3 separate regions of the Mus musculus genome follow, and all the other regions are linked to region 2. The links are chromatin contacts, called in public promoter capture Hi-C maps. All regions are on one chromosome and are shown on one strand. The core of a region is the stretch at or near the end of the contact, and the rest is flanking DNA. Distances in the headings are between cores, read along the strand shown.

What was found. Promoter capture Hi-C pulls out the DNA fragments that hold promoters and counts their contacts.
Region 1: a promoter capture Hi-C map of embryonic stem cells shows a contact between it and region 2, with 5 times the contacts expected there. The contact joins the promoter of Ttc21b here to the promoter of Cobll1 in region 2. A contact is called at or near these places in 2 of 39 promoter capture datasets (embryonic stem cells and pre-B cells), 1 of 484 Hi-C or Micro-C datasets (embryonic stem cells) and 1 of 115 datasets of contacts at active chromatin or transcription factors (embryonic stem cells).
Region 3: a promoter capture Hi-C map of liver shows a contact between it and region 2, with 4 times the contacts expected there. The contact joins the promoter of Fign here to the promoter of Cobll1 in region 2. A contact is called at or near these places in 6 of 39 promoter capture datasets (frontonasal cranial neural crest, hippocampal neurons, liver and 2 more) and 1 of 484 Hi-C or Micro-C datasets (embryonic stem cells).

Annotation. Positions count from the first base shown.
Region 1 is chr2:66,255,320-66,258,064 of GRCm38.p6, reverse strand. It overlaps Ttc21b (tetratricopeptide repeat domain 21B), which reads left to right and starts at 1,448. Exons shown (of 29, transcript NM_001047604.2): 1 at 1,448-1,551. The coding sequence starts at 1,531.
Region 2 is chr2:65,237,466-65,240,165 of GRCm38.p6, reverse strand. It overlaps Cobll1 (Cobl-like 1), which reads left to right and starts at 1,375. Exons shown (of 14, transcript NM_177025.6): 1 at 1,375-1,803. The coding sequence starts at 1,727. Gm13594 (a long non-coding RNA gene) reads right to left here. Exons shown (of 2, transcript XR_001783320.2): 1 at 2,084-2,700; 2 at 1-660.
Region 3 is chr2:64,096,762-64,099,461 of GRCm38.p6, reverse strand. It overlaps Fign (fidgetin), which reads left to right and starts at 1,424. Exons shown (of 4, transcript NM_001267846.1): 1 at 1,424-1,620; 2 at 2,398-2,567.

The DNA of each region.
Region 1 (2,745 bases), core at 199-2,698, 1.0 Mb before region 2:
GAAACTCAAAAGGCTTATATGATGCTCAAAAATGTGGAAACTGGTGGTTTTCACTGGGATACAGTGCGATATTTCAGTGCACACATACAAAGAGCAGGGGTCACATTGGAATAATTAGCATCCCCACTGCTTTGTCATGACCTTAAGTACCTCTCTTCTTGATAAGATAGAATTCTAGAACTGTCTACATCATTCTGCCTGTTTTTTTTTAATTGAAATGGATTCTTCTCTCATCCCAACCACAGTTCCCCCACCCCACTCTTCCTAGCTTTTCACCACATCCGCTTCTCCATTCCTTTAGATCCATTCCCCCTCCCTCTCCTCTTCAGAAAGAAGTAGGCTTCTAAGAGATGACAGCCAAACAGGACCAAAATACAGTAAGACAAGGTAAAAGATCTCATACGGAGGATGGAGAAAGCAACCCGATTGAAGGAAGAGTCCTAAGAGCAGGCAGGAGGCCCACTAAAACATCAGTATAACGGCCACAGCTGCCTGCAGTCCTTTAAAGAATACAAGCAGAAACAAATTAGTGTGTCTAGATGCCCCTCTCAGTCAGCTTGCTGGATCTCATGATAAATACACTGGTGAAGATCTTCTAAGGAAGGCTGCCAGGAAGCAAACAGAAAAGCAAAAAGAAAAGCAAACAGCAAGTCCATGGTCCCAATGTCTTCTTCAAGGTCACGTGAGAATCTTCTAAAGTCCTTTCATTTGGCCTCATCTATCAAAGGTTCCACCACTCCCAACAGCACACGGGCTGGGGAACATTCAGCACGTGTGTCTTTGAGGGACAGTTTAGATCCAAACTACAGCAAACACTTAAGAAATAGAAATCTAAAAGAGGTAACCACATATTTTTAAATAAGACTTTGGGGGTGGAAATCTGGCGGAGCAGTTTAATAAGCACTCGAATAGCAAAATTACAGCAGCGCCTGAAAAGATTTAGAACAAGCCCAAGCCAGGCTTCAAGGTTTTTGCCGAACTGTGATTTTTCTGCGCCACCTTGTGGCCCAGACACGATTACTACACGTGTCAGGTAAATCATTTTCCCTGGTCAAGTACTAAGCCGCATTGCGCAAATCGGCTTCCACAAAAAATGCTGAGAAAATGGAGTCGGCCTTTGTTTGCAGGGATGAAAAGCGGCATGGCTCTCCCTCCTATTTGCTGCTTCATCATCTTTATTCTTTAATCTCATATCTCTTGCTCCACCCAATCCCTCCTCCTCGCGCCGTTTCCAGGCTGGACCTCCCTCCTCTAGCCCCACAACTCGGCAGCACTCAATGCTCAGCGGATTCCAGCCCCAGTCGCCCTCGCGGTCCTCCCTCGGGGTTCCCTCCTCGCCTGCTCCGGTGGCCCCCTCCTTCCTAGTCCTACAACTAAGCTCCGCCCCCTCACGCCGACAACCAATGGAGATCGGGCCACGCCCCTCGTGCTGCACGCCGCGTCCCTTAGGGTTTGAGGGCCCGGGAAGTGGGTCTGAACCCCTAACCCTGCGGCGGGCAGCGGTGGGCACCCTCCGGGTAGCCGGCGGCCATGGACTCCCAGGGGCTGAAGGTGAGCGGGCGGCGCGGGGCGTGGGCAGGGCGAGTGGACTGCGAGGTACAGGGTGGCTCGGGCAGCTGATGGTGAGAGCCTGCGGCCTTGGCGGAGATGCTGCGCCCCCCGCCGGGATGATCCCGAGGGCTCAACCACTGCCTTGCGGTTAACGGCCAGCCCCCAGCCTCCTGCTTATGTTGGCTTTGGACTTCTCCTGGGAAAGCCTGCTTAGTCTCCAAGTGTGATTTCTAGGGACTTAGCGAGCTAATGTCCTCTACCCGGCACTCACCTTTGCAAGCGGTTAACGAAAGTCCTTTAAAAGGAGGAGTATTATAGATTATGAAAATGGTCTTCCCATAGTTGCACTCAGCATATATTTCAGAAATGGTGAAAAACAAGGACAAGGTTTGGAAGCCTTTCGCGATCATTCCCCTCCCCTCCCCTCGCATCCCCTCCCCTCCCCTCTGTCCACTTTGGGACCTGTTCAGTATTTGTGGAGCGCTTTTTCTTGGGTGACTCCCGGAAGTTGGAGCTAGCTGAACAGACTCCTGGACATGAGATTTACTCATTCAAAAATCCAACACTGGAAAAAGTTCTTAGTACATTTAGCAAGCATTGGTTGACTGCCTTCTGTGTGTTTTGCACTATTTTCTAAGTACTTGCAATACTGCAGTAAAGGTGCTTAGTCTTGCAACTTTCACTTGATTTATGAGGGCTGACCCCACAAGCTATTAAACACATGAATGTCATGAGAACTACTGATTATATTCAGAGGACAGTGGGTGCTGACAGTTAGGGAAGACCGAAAGGTTTGGCTTTTTTTTTTTTTTTTTAATGAATTTCTACATTACCTTTTCAAGTTTTTCCTCCAACTCTTTTACATGTTTTATCCCTCATTTTATCCAAATGAGTTCTGCACTAAAACCACTTTAGTGATAAAACCATTATTAAACTTCTCATCACTTAGCACAGGAGCGAGTCGTGTCCTAAAACTGAGGCTGCTGACCTTGGCTTCTTCCCTTTCCAGTTTGATCAGTGCAATATTCTATCTAGAACAAGGTTCTTGAACAAGGAGTGGCAAGCACCGTCTACAAAATGCCAGATGGTACCTACTTTAGTATCTCTGTCCATCTGCAGTGACGTTGGTAAGCAGCTGTGGATGTACCTAAATGAAGGAGCATCCTCATATGCCAGTACATCTTCATGAGCTCT
Region 2 (2,700 bases), core at 126-2,625:
GATAGAGTTCTAACACAGTCATCGCAGAAGTCACCACGATCTTCACCTCCATTTCATATTCAAAGATGTACTGAGACCATATTCACCACAAGGGAGAGGAAAGAGACAAAATCCAATTATGTGGAGTAGTAGTTAGTACTTTTGGTTCCAGAAATTATTGGTGGTGGTTGTAATGAATGAGCAACAAAGAACCTTTAATTAAGCACGGGTTATAAATACTAGTTTAATTTTAATGTGAACCAAAAATGTTAAGTCCTTTGTTATCCTACATCATGTTTTTATGCCTACAGATTTGCCACTTGAGGTATCCATTTATATATTTTTAATTTAGCATTATTTCCTGATGTTCGCTTTTGGACTCATCAATATGATTTACTTTAAAACAGTTGGCAAGGGTCTAAGGGTAAGGAGACAATATGCACCCGGTTGTCAGGTGGCACGTCTCCTCTGAGAAGAACTCTTGCAGGAACCGAAACTACAAACAAGCAAGCACTGTCTGAGATTCCTTTATTCCTGTGAAACTTCCAGGAGGCCACTAAATCTCTGCTGTTCTTTCTTAGCTTATAGACTGTCATCATGAGAACGTCCAGTCCTCAAATCCCAGCTGTTGGCTGTTTACATCAAGAGAGGCATGTCTGGGAAGACTGGACGAGCTTAAACCTGCCAGGGATTAAAAAGATCACAATGTCAGAGGTGCCTTTTAAGGGCTAGCAACCGTAGGGGTCAGTAAGGTTAAAAAGAAAATCCTGCACTTCGAAGGTCAGACTGCAGGTGGTCAATCAGCAGGACTCGGTCCATGAGCTCTCCTCACTTCCGCTACAGCTTGGGTCCTCCCTGGGGTTTTGCTGGCCAGGTAGCCTCCCTGTCCGCCCACTCTTCCTCTTGGGTTCGCGAGGCTTCCCAAAGCTACTCAGTGTCAGTGGGGACTAAAACGAGCAGCCTAGACGCTTCCTCTCCACCGGCCTCCCCCGCGGTACCTAAAAGCCGCGTGCTCCGCGGAGGGGTGCGGGGTGGGGTAGGAAATTCCTCCTCGCTCCACGTCCCCGCCCGCTCGCCCTACCCGTCCCCTCTCCGGCTGGCTGCTCTGCTCGCTCCGATGCTGACCTCGTCACCCTCACTTCTGCAGAGCGAGGTGGCCGAGGCGGCTGCGAGCTCGGGGCTCCCGGCAGGGCCATGGGGCAGGGTGAGTTGGGGCGCGGGCGCGGCGGCCGGGGGCCGGCCGCTTTCCGCCGCGCGCTCGCTCCGGGCGTCCGAGCTAGCCGTGCGGGGGAGGAGCGGAGCCTGGACGGGCCGGGTCCCCTAAAGCGGGCAGTGGCTTGGGAAGGCGGGGGCGCTGTGGTTCGCAGCTCCTCCGGAAAAGTTTGCACGGGATTCAGTTGGTGCGCAGCGGGCCGCTGGAGCCCAAGCACTGCGGGCGTGGCGACCGTCCCGCGCCCGGTCCGCTCCTCCTCCTCCTTCACAGCCCGGGCTGCCGCGCGCCGCCCCTTCGCCCGGGACTGGCTGCGGGCTGCGGCCGGGGCGGGGACCTGTAGCCGTCGTCGCGGCGCCCTCGGGCAGGGACCGACCGGCAGGTGGAAGCGCCCCGGGGAGGCGGGGCCGCCCCTGGCTGCCGTGGGTCGAGGCGGGCTCTTGGCCCGGCCGCTCCCGCCCTGACCCGCCGGCCTCTCCCACCCTAGCAGTGACGCGCCGCCTCCGAGCCCGAGCCCGCGCCGCGGCCAGCAGCGCGATGGACCGCAGCGTCCCGGATCCCCTACCCCGCAGCGCGCCCCGCACCCCCGCCATGCAGCCCGCGGGCTCCGCAGGGTAAGTAAGCCTCCCTCCCGGCCGCCGAGGCCTCGCGCGCTTCACCTGCCCGAGGCGAGCTCCCCGCGGGGCCGCCGGGCTCCCGGGCCGACCCACACGCGGGCGGGAGACTGCGTCCTCCCGGACGAGTCGGGGTGGGGGGTTCGGTACTTTGGGCAAGCTTTCCGATCGGGGTTACGGAAGGCCAGGCGAATGGCAGGCGTTGGGTGAGGAGTCCCGGAGCAAAAGTGGTAACAAAGGGCCCCTTGTTGGGGCTCTGTAGCGGCGGGGGGGACGACACCTGTAAGCGCGCTCCGGGAAAGGAAGGAAAAGTTTCCACAGCCAAGCGCTCCAGCCCAGGAGGATGGTTTCTGTCAAGGTGACTGCAAGGAAGGGGCTTCCTGAAAGTCCACGGAGGGCGCAGCAAGGTGTGCCAGCTGTCAGCCCGGCTTGACAGTTCCGGGAGCAGGCGGGGTGCTCGCCTCTGACTGGGGGTGTGTGTGTGTATGTGCTTCTGGCCAATTGGTGATGCCAAAGCCGAGTGCGAAGTCAGTCGCATTGGCAAACACCTATACTTTTTTTTTTTTTTTTTTACCGTCACGTGTTTGAGGAGCGATTGGAAGGGAAGGGGCTGTCACATGGTGAGTTAATATTAAATGAAGCATGCCTTCCTGCCAAATATGCTAAACATCACTCTGTTAAACGTTTGGGTAAACAGTGGTGGGAACAGGTAGTCCTGCAAGGGCCAAGGAGAACTTGAGAATAACCTTTGTCGTAGTAAATGGTCAAGCTACACAACCCTGTCCTAGGTGAGACCGCCTCACTGCTGTCATGTAGCCTCTTTGCCATAAAGCACCCCCAGTTTCTCTTTTTCTTTGTTAATCAGAACCTAGAAATGCCTTAAGCAGAGTATGAAAA
Region 3 (2,700 bases), core at 175-2,674, 1.1 Mb after region 2:
AGAGGACTGGACATCCAGCAGGCCAAAGTATAAACTCACCATTTATCTATTAAAGTCATATTTAATGAAAATGAAGAGAAATTATTGCCCAACTCTCTCTTTCTCTCATTACAATTCCTTAAGAACTTTGCCGGGCACATTATCTCGTAGACATCATGATCAAATGTTATTGTTTGCTTTATTATCTCAGTTGGATGGTTGGCTAGTCTAGGATGAAATAGGTTGAAGGCAATCCTCTCAGCCCAGAAGTCTGAATGAGGTTCCCATTCAAATGATCCTGATTGTTTGGGGGTGGGGCGGGGTGATTAGTAAACCAACTGAGCTTACACTGCATAGTAAGCGTCTGGATGCAGCACATTTACATCTAACAAGAGACCCCAGAAAACGTGTGTGTGTTTCTTAAACCTTATGTTGCGAACAAAAGGCTATCTCAGCCACAGACAATCAGCACGGCACTGCTCCCTGGGATGCGAGCCACACACTCAACTGCACATTTCATTCTTCCTCAGCTCCCAGCACCACAAAGCCCCGACTCTCTTCCTTCTCCTGGGTCCCCAGATTGCTCCATAGCGGGGGGCTGGGAAAGCTGAAGCCCCAGGTCTCTGCCTGCGCACCAACAGCCCTCACCGTGGGCCCCCGGGCGCTGCTCTCCCCTGCCCGAGCCGCCTGGGGGAGGTAGGGAGGGGAGCCGGGGGAGCTTGAGAGGGGACCGCACACCTAGATACTTAGGGTTTTTATTTATTCCCGGGGAGGTGGAGGCGGTGAAGTGGGTTCAAGCTGATCTGCCTCCCCAACTTGCCTCTCCCTAGCAGATAAAGTCATTTTCGGACTGGTGCGGGGAGCCTCGGGGATAGGGGACGTCCCGGCTCCACGTCCCGGTCCCCGTCCCGTGCGCGCAGCAGCAGGGAGGGCTGGCCAGGCTACGGTGGTGACCGGAGGACCGGGGAGGGGCCCTCAGGGACGCGCGATCGCGCGTGGACAGCGGGGCTCGCTTCCCCCGGGGGCGTCGCTCCCCGCGCGCGGGCTGGGCCGGGCTCCGCGTCCCCGCGCGCCGGCATGACCTCGGGGCCCCCTCCGGGCCGCGGGAGCGCAGCTGTGAGGCTGGGCGGCCGCCGAGGCCCGGGCCGTGTAACATGACCCGGCGGCCGGCCATTGCGCCCTCCCTGTCCGCCCGCGGCCGGGCGCCGCTCGCCGCCTCCCGCCTCCGCTCCCCCTGCAGTCCCGGCCCGCGCCGCCGCTCCCTCCCGGGGCTCCCGGCCCGCCGCGCTCCAACGCCCGCCTCTCGCCACTGCCTCCCGACGCCCGGCCGCGCGGCCGCCTGCGTCTCTTTCTCCCTCTCTCCTTTGAAAACTGATCTTTGGCTCTTAGTGTGAAAGTGATTTGAATTTGGCTCGGCGGCGCTCTGCGCCTGCGCTCAGCCTCTGGCATGCTGGCTCCTTCCAAGCAGCTGTTTTGGGTTTGAAATTCCAACATGGCAGAGGCTGCAGTCCGTCTTCCCTTCAAAAACTTGGAATGATTTCAAATCATAGGCACCTTCACTTAACCCTAGCTTCCATTCATCAGCAAACACATCGGATCGATGCTACGCTAACCTATCGGGAGCTCGCTCTGCGCGTCCAGGTAAGGAGAGCTTCGTAGTTTTTTACCATCTGTTTAAATTTTTTGTTTTTGTTTTATTTTTAAAGAATATAGATAGATCCAAGACCTGTAGTGAGAAGAGGTCTCAGAGTTGTGCCGTAAACAGTAAATTTAATTTGCATTCGTTTCTATTTTGTACGCCAACCTGCTGTCTAATTTCTCTGTACAAAGTAGCCCTGAAACATTATGATGCATATTTCTGCAGCTTAATCGTTATAACAATAGTATGGGATTAAGAGTTCGTGACTGCAAGAATCTCGCTTTTCGCGATATTGGGCTTACTCACTACTATCTTTTTACCTCAAAAAATAAAAAAAATAAAATAAGAAAGCGGAGCCATAGGGTGGGGCTAGACTTTCTTCGGGAACTAACTTCTAAGTAAATAAGAAGTGTAAATAAGAATCTTGCACACACACAAAAAGTTGAGGTTAAATTACAATCTCGTGGCTGGGGGATCGAGAAAAATGTCAGAGGATCGGTTGCAGAAAACTGTAAGCACATCATGCGGGAGGGGGTACAGCGTGGTGGGCGTATTGTTGGCAAGGAACGGGAGAGAAAGATGTATAATTTAATGGTATATACAATCCACTGATCCTATTACCGTCCTCCCCGGAGCTCTTGTTAGTTTCAATGGGAGTGAGTGAAATTGACATGGACTTGTATTCCCGGTCATGTGCTTTTTTTCCTTTCTTTCTTCTCCTGTGATCTGAGATCCCCTTTTTGTTGATGTTGCTTTCCCCCTTAATTATATGCATGTAGGTTAAATGAATACCTGACGAAAGGGCCCACGTTTCAAGGCAGTGACATTTGATAGCTGAGAGGAAAAGTGGCTTTAATGAAAAGCAACCTTTGGAATTCCTGCTTGTGAGAAATCCAATTCAGCTTTTTGTGCTACCAGCAAGAAATGATCAGTAGCACCAGTGTTTATGGTATGTCAGTTTTGGAATTTACTTCCTTTGCATTTAAATAGGGAAGACAAATTAAATAGCATGATAAAAACCATTGGAGGCTGCTTGGGAACCAGATGCTCATGATGTCCAATTCTTTTTAAACATGTCTATG